2 separate regions of the Zea mays genome follow, and region 1 is linked to region 2. The links are chromatin contacts, called in public Hi-C maps. All regions are on one chromosome and are shown on one strand. The core of a region is the stretch at or near the end of the contact, and the rest is flanking DNA. Distances in the headings are between cores, read along the strand shown. Region 1 holds the start of LOC100281866 (Phosphoribulokinase). Region 2 holds the start of LOC100282825 (seed specific protein Bn15D1B).

Evidence for each region. Hi-C and Micro-C count contacts between places; a contact is called where the count stands out from the background.
Region 1: a contact with region 2 is called in a Hi-C map of endosperm, with 3 times the contacts expected there. The contact joins the promoter of LOC100281866 here to the promoter of LOC100282825 in region 2. A contact is called at or near these places in 7 of 25 Hi-C or Micro-C datasets (bundle sheath, ear, endosperm and 3 more).

Annotation. Positions count from the first base shown.
Region 1 is chr2:13,433,168-13,437,000 of Zm-B73-REFERENCE-NAM-5.0, forward strand. It overlaps LOC100281866 (Phosphoribulokinase), which reads left to right and starts at 1,491. Exons shown (of 5, transcript NM_001154786.2): 1 at 1,491-2,070; 2 at 2,184-2,268; 3 at 2,344-2,431; 4 at 2,526-2,770; 5 at 2,894-3,412. The coding sequence starts at 1,565. The coding sequence ends at 3,115. It overlaps LOC100273828 (26S proteasome non-ATPase regulatory subunit 13 homolog A), which reads right to left. Exons shown (of 5, transcript NM_001148227.2): 5 at 3,520-3,833. The coding sequence ends at 3,696.
Region 2 is chr2:13,204,522-13,208,297 of Zm-B73-REFERENCE-NAM-5.0, forward strand. It overlaps LOC100282825 (seed specific protein Bn15D1B), which reads left to right and starts at 1,436. Exons shown (of 2, transcript NM_001155731.2): 1 at 1,436-1,614; 2 at 3,230-3,776. The coding sequence starts at 1,529. The coding sequence ends at 3,506.

The DNA of each region.
Region 1 (3,833 bases), core at 241-2,740, 230 kb after region 2:
TACGCTCCAACCCGGAGGTGCGTCCACCAGTGAACAACATGCCAGATTTTTTACGCAGTGTAACGAATTGCATAAATACCTACACCATGTAGTATAATTTGTATCAATATATATCATAAACTAGATTTAATGTGTTTTAGCTGCATGGCTGTTAGAGGGATCTTATATTTATGAAGGAAATAAAACATTAAATACGATTTTTTGTTTCTATGCGTGTAATTCATTTTCTTTCATTGCACATTATTTTTATCATAAATTCGTGTGCATGCAGCTGGTAACAGATTTTTACGCAGTATATCGAATTGCATAATTATTAACACAGTGTAGCATATTTAGTCTCAGTATATATCATAAAATGGTCCTTACGCGTCTAGCTGCATGGCTGTTGCAGCGATCCTAAATTTATGGAGGAAATAAAGGATTTTAAAAACAGAAACTGCCGCACATATCTTTCCTAAATTTATGCGCATGCATTGGATCGTGTTTGACTCATGCATGCATTCCTTTTTTTTTGCGCTAACAGACGTGGGGCAGGTGGCGCACCCGACAGCCTGTTTGGGCGCGCTGGTTGAACCAGTTTGCAGGGGTGGTCGGCCTGGGCTTCCTTTAACTATTAGAAGCCCAGGGCTCCCGTTATACCTACCCTATATATATATATATATATATATATATATATATATATATATATATACACTAGGTGTGTGCCCGTGCGTTACAACGGGAATACGCTGGGATGAGCATCGACACATATCTGATCGGATCTTATATTTTCTTGGGGATCTAGAGAAAGTTTGCTCGGAAGCTAAACATGTTAAGACCTGAGTATGTGTTACCCTTGTGCCCCATCAGCACACTGTTCTGCGCTTGTATGAGACCTGAGCAGATATCTCATTACACTGGTTGTTGTTCTTGGATTTGAAATTTATATTGGAGTTGTTGTCTGGAACTCTGGATAGCATGATGTGGTAAAAGCAACTGATGATAAGATAATATATATGTTGCTCATGTAAAGGACAAGTGTAGAACAAAAATGTCTCGACTTATAGTGAGTTTGTTTTCCCACTGTTATGTAATCTTTCAGTTGGTTTGACCACGGTTGAAGGAATCTGATACTGCTACTGAGACATGAGGCATGCAAATTAACAAGACTCATACAAGCGCGGAACAGTGTGTTGATAGGGCACAAGGATAACCCATGCACATGTCTTAACATGTTTGGCTTCCGAGCAAACTTTCTCCAGACCCCCCAAGAAAATGTAAGATCCGATCAGATATGTGTCGATGCTCATCCCAGCGTACTCCCATTGCAACGCACGAGCACACAACTAGTTAACTATAAACTCTATAAATGTAAGCTACTTTCGCAGTAGCTTTACGGATCCTGTAATTACATTATTTTATGGACTGAGGGAGGGAGGAGAGGATCAATAAGCCACGCGGGCCCCACCATATCTTCATCCACAAAGCCACCACCAAGCTTTTTCATGGTCGTCGCTTTCCGCTTTCCTTTGCTGCTGACCATATATCTACGGTAGCAAGACAAGACAAGGAAGTCGGCTGATCCATGGCGGCCTTCACGGTGCACACGAGCGCCGCCACCTCGCCCTACTCGCCGGCGGGCACGGCCATCCTTCTCCGAAGCCGGAGTCGAGCCTACCCCACCGCCACCATCCGCGTGTCGTGCTCGAAGACGGTGGTGATCGGGGTGGCGGCGGACTCAGGGTGCGGGAAGACCACGTTCACGCGGCGCCTGGCGAGCGTGTTGGGCGGCGGGGCGGAGCCACCGAGGGCCGGCCGGAACCCGGGCTCCAACACGCTCGTCAGCGACACCACCACGGTGATCTGCCTGGACGACTACCACTCGCTGGACAGGGTCGGGCGGAAGGCGAAGGGCGTCACGGCGCTGGATCCGAGGTTCGTCGACTTCGACCTCATGTACGAGCAGGTGAGGGCCATCAAGGAGGGCCGCGCCGTCGAGAAACCCGTCTACAACCACGTCACCGGCCTCCTCGACCCGCCCGAGCTCATCACCCCGCCGAACATCCTCGTCATCAAGGGGCTGCACCCAATGTGACTACTGAGGCATCCCTTTTGCCTCATTTCGTTTCGTCATTTTTTTTCATTAATTAAAATGCGCTGCGCTGCTGAACAATTAATCTACTATCTGTTGTTACGTGTGTCAGGTTCGACGAGCGCGTGAGGGACCTGCTAGATTTCAGCATCTACCTGGACATCAGCAACGAGGTGAAGCTTGCATGGAAAATCCAGGTCCGTTGTGTTGTGTATCGATGCTGGTCACCATCAGGACGTTGTCTGCCTCGATTTCACGACCATTTACTGCAGAGAGACATGGGAGAGCGTGGTGGGCACAGCCTTGAGAGCATCAAGGCCTCCATCGAGGCAAGGAAGCCCGACTTCGAAGCTTACATTGGTGAAAGCCTGCCGGCAACCTTGCATTTGCACGCCGAAAATTCGCAAGTCAAAGTGCAGAGCTGAGTGCTCCTCTTCTTCCTGCTGCTGTGCAGAGCCGCAGAAGCAGTACGCGGACGCCGTGATCGAGGTCCTGCCGACGCAGCTGATCCCGGGCGACGACGAGTGCAAGGTGGTGCGCGTGAAGCTGATCATGAAGGAAGGCGTGGAGCACTTCGCCCCCGTGCACCTCTTCGACGAAGGATCCACCGTCTACTGGATCCCCTGCGGCCGGAAGCTCTCCTGCTCCTACCCTGGCATCAGGTTCGCCTACGGCTTCGACACCTACTTCGGACACGAGGTGACGAGCTGACGAGTGACGACCACTCATATACTCACTCATCGCCGTCTCAGCAGCTAGCGTTTCAGCTCACTGACAGCTATATATGTCCTTGCGTTGGCATGAACACCTTTGGATGGTAAGGTGTCGGTGGTGGAGATGGACGGGCAGTTCGACAAGCTGGACGAGCTCATCTACGTGGAGACCCACCTGAGCAACCTGTCAACCAAGTTCTACGGGGAGGTGACGCAGCAGATGCTCAGGCACGCCGACGTCCCCGGCAGCAACAACGGCACGGGGCTCTTCCAGACCATCGTCGGGCTCAAGATCAGGGACCTCTACGAGCAGATCGTCGCACGTCGCTGACCATGACGGCCAACCCTAGCAAGGTCTCGTTTTTTTGTCCCATACAAACAATCAAACGCAGACCGATACTTGATCAATACATGTGCAGAGCCTATTTCTGCTCCCACGGGCAACCAAACACATCGATTGTGTTCGTGCGCATCAGCACGGGTGTAGAATGGATAGGCGTGTGTGTAGTTGTGTACAGGCTACACGCGTGTCCGGTCCGATCTTTTTGACAGATTCGTGCAATGTCGCGTGAGTTGGTGTGGATGTCGGTACGTGGGCATTCTTCTTGCAAATGTCCAGGTCACACTAGATGGAGCTGTCTGTGTTCAGGAATTCTCTGAGAGCCGATCTCTTGGGAGCTGAGGGCATATTTGAGGATACACATCTTGAGCTGAGAGTCAGCTGAACAATTGTTTGAAACAACGATTCCTCAAGAATGTACACTACTAAAACTGCAGCAACGAGGTTACAGTGTTACCACAATCGTTACAGGGGTTTACACCAATGATTACAGGCTGACAACACGATAAATATCTAACGACTTCGTTCACATCAGATTATGTCACAGTGATCCTTCGAGAGGAGCAGAACATCACGAAGACACCAAGTCTGGCGTCTCCGCTTCAACAGAAAGCAAGATCGTATCGACCTTCCCAATCCATGTATCCAACCGGTCATGCAAGCATTTCACTTGGTCTATGCCCAACACCCTTGGTTTAACCCGTGAAAC
Region 2 (3,776 bases), core at 186-2,685:
GTTTGACATCATGGACGCTGCATCTTATTTCGAATTATTGGCGTCTACGTCACCATAAAAGTAATATGGCAGCATTTGGCGCCATAGATTCTCGTACTTCTTTTTATATTATCTGTTAGAATATGTATTTAGTATTATTAGATAGATATTTAAACCTATTCTTATAATAAACTTATAAAAGTATGCAGCAACAACTTACCTTCTAAAATGATAATTTGAGATATAAAAAATAGGTAGGATATCTAACGGATATGTTCTAGAAACTTGCCACGCCGGTACAATACCCATCCATCCGCACGCCCCACGCAGGACTAGAGTTTCTGTTGCGATGGAAGATTTCAAACGAGCCTTCAATCAGTGAGGAGGGATCAAGTTTGATATGAAAGAGGGAAACATAAGAGGAATGAAACCAGAGGAGATCGTGGTTTTCTGCGAACAAAAACCCCATGATAAACGAATTAGAGTTTCTTTAGGCTATCTTCAGCAGTCCGTGTAAACGGCCGTCTAAAGTATTGTTTTGAATCATATATTATACTGTTTGCAGAATGAACTTTAAAATATGGTGTGAGATATGAAGTGAAATAAGAAGTCTGCCGAAGATAGTGAAATAAGAAGTCTGCCGAAGATAGTCTTGGATACCCATGTCTATCTATGACTAACAAAAGTATGTTGCAAGCACGTACGTCTTAGCAGCCGGTAAGGTCGTCTAGAAAACCGCTTTTGTTTATCATTGGCGACCGACATTTCCCCCTCTCGCAGATGAAACTAATGCAGGCTCCTCAGTCCAACCGTCCACCGTCCCGTCCGCAGTCCCCTGTCACGAATTGAATAATGTGATTCCTTACAGTAATTAAACCCATTACGGCGAAACAAACAGTGCCGCATCACGCGGGCTACGTGTGCTATTGTAGCCCGCACGGTCAGGTACAAACCGAGTTATCTGCAGTTTTGTACACGCACACTTGCCATGAGAGAAATGACACATGGATAGCACCATTCTCAAGGGGTAAGAGCCGCGCGCAATGATAGTAGTACTCGTAGTAGGAGCCAGCCAGCCACACATGACATGATCAGATCAGACGGCCCAGCGTTGATGGAGGTTCCAAGGTGACGTCGCTATCCGGACGGCGATGCTGCTGGCCGTTGGCAGGTAGTTGGACGCACAGCTGGACGTTCCGATCAGGAGCGGGAAGGTTGCCGTCACCGTCAGTGCTGCTGCTCCCCAATAGCCGCCGTAGCTGCTCCGTTGCCCTTTTGTTTACGCAGTAGCCAACAGCAACAGCAGGCGCCGTACCTGTACGACGGTGCGCCGGCATGGCACCGGCTCGCTCGGACGGTGGTGGCCTGCACGGTGCACGCTGGTGGTGGTCCCGGGGGGCCCCGGGCGCTATAAAACGAGGCAGCCGGTAGGAGTCCACGGAATCGAAAACCCACCGCACCCTTTCATCAGCCTGCCTGTCCACTGTTGGCTTGGTGACTTCCTCCGCTCCGCTCCGCTCCCCTCCGCTCCCGAACGGTCGATCTTTGCATGGCAGCAGCAGCTGGCTCCAAGGGGCGGGCGATCGCTGGAAGCTTCGTCAGCCGCGTCCTCGCCGGCAAGGCCGCCTCGCCGAGGTACTCAGACGGGCCACACTCACCCCACACGCGCGGGTTTCGGTTTGCCCTGTGATTCTGCTTTTTTTTTTACTATTTTTGAGCGTGCTTGTTCTTGATCAGTTCGTCGAAGATCTCGCCGTAGTTTTAGGCTTGTAGCAGAGCGATCTGTCTGTTCTTTTTACGGCCGTTCTTAGCTTTGCTCTGGGAGTCTGGGTCCGGTGATCCGGTCCCTCGGATCGATAGTGCTTATTTCGCCCCCCTCCGACTTGGGACTTGTTGGGAGGATCTTAGCTTCGTGGATAACTATAACTCTAGTTCTGCAGAGAGCCCTTGTTTCGTGTTGGTTCAGTGTGCTGCTGGTGCCAAGATTTTGGTCAGCAGAAATATCTAGAAGTTGGCGACAACAGAATGATTATCTTCTCACACGAGTATGTAGATATGGCAACCCTGAACATCTCCCAGCTTGTTTAATCCTCTGGCCGTCCGTCCGAGAACAATAGAACACATACTAGGAGTCTAGGACTAGGAGGGAGAGTATGTATCTTCAACTTGAATGCACACTACCATCTCCGTATAAGTGATAGAAGAACTCCATCCATCTCCGTAGAAGTGATAGAAGAACCCCAACCAAAGCCAGATCCATGTGCTTGTACTACACTAGTACCACGGAGTCCTTCTCTCCCTCCTCCGTAGATATTACTGTATTTGTTGTTCTACGGTTCTGCCCACTTCAGACTGTCAAATCTGCAAAACTGTCTGTCAGCCTCTGCCACTAGGAAAACTGGAAAAGCCAAACGCCACGCCACGCCACTAGCAGGCTGCAGGCGCACCCACACAAAGAAGATGAGGAGCAGTGGAGGCGCGCAGGACGTGCACATCAAGCCGCGCAGCAAACAGCAAGCGACCTCGCCTGATTGCCTTCCGTGTTCCATCGCATCGCTTTCCGAAAGGCGGATTGATGGGTGGGTCTGGTGCGCGGTAGTTGTCGCTCGGCTCCACCCTCACCCTCACCAGTGGGCAGTGCAGTGGCCAGTCACTCACTCCTACCCACCTGCCGATCTTGGCTGCCATGGCTCGCTTGCTTTGGTTCTCACTCAAAGGAAAGAAAGGAACCCTCTCCACGGTACGACCGGGACCAGAAGCATCCGCGTCTGCCGGGCCCCACCTACCGTCCTTTGGCATCCGGTCCGTACGATTCTGTTTCGATCCCATCGCGCCAGCTGCTGCGGGACGCCGGGCCGACGACCGATCGGGGCCGTCCGTCCGTCCGTGGGGTCTCGCAGTAGGTGACATGCCCATCGGACGGTGTTTGGTGTGGACGTGTGGTGGATGGTACATAGTACCGGGCGTGGTACGGTTTGCTGTGGTGAGTGAGTGAGTGGGATCATGGAGGGCCACCTGGCCTCGCCTCGCTCTTGTACGAAGTCATGCGCGCCCGCCCATGGCCCATTCGGCCCATGTGCGCGCGCAGCCCAGCCGTGCGTGGGAGTCCGATCGTGATGCGTTTGCTAGCTCTGATGCCATGGCGCCATTGTTTCAGCCTAGGTGTTGGGATTTTTCATCTTGTCATGAACGCGATGAACCTAGCGATCGTCACACGCTCTCTCTCTCTCTCTCTGGTTCCCGTGTGCAGGAGGGCCGTGCACGCCTCGGCGTACGACAAGAACCTGGAGGACCAGGTGCGCCCGGCGTTCGTGCCGGACGATGTGATCGGCAGCGCCGGGAGCCCCGACAAGTACTGGAGCCCCCACCCCAAGACCGGCGTCTTCGGCCCGGCGGCGGTGGACCCCAAGCTGGCCGCTGGTGGCGCGCCGGACGCCGGCGCGGATGCTGCAGGAGGCACGGTGCTGGACCAGAAGGTGTGGTTCCGCCCGCTCGAGGACGTCGAGAAGCCGCCCCCCGCCGCGTGAGCCGCGCGGCGCTGCTAGGCCAGCCCACACTGCTGCTCGCTCATAAAAAGGGCGGCGGGAGAGCCTGGCAGTGGCAGGCACTCTGCTCGTGCTCGGCCGGGCTGGGCTCCCTGCTTATATCACTGCAATATTATACTACTAGTAGTGGTGCTTGATAGCAGTGTGTGGCTGTGCTAATACCAGTATAATACTGGTTCTACTATAATACAGTCGTATCAGGCATGGCGTGCATCAGGACTGGTTGTGATAGTAGCAACGTGATGCTCGTGC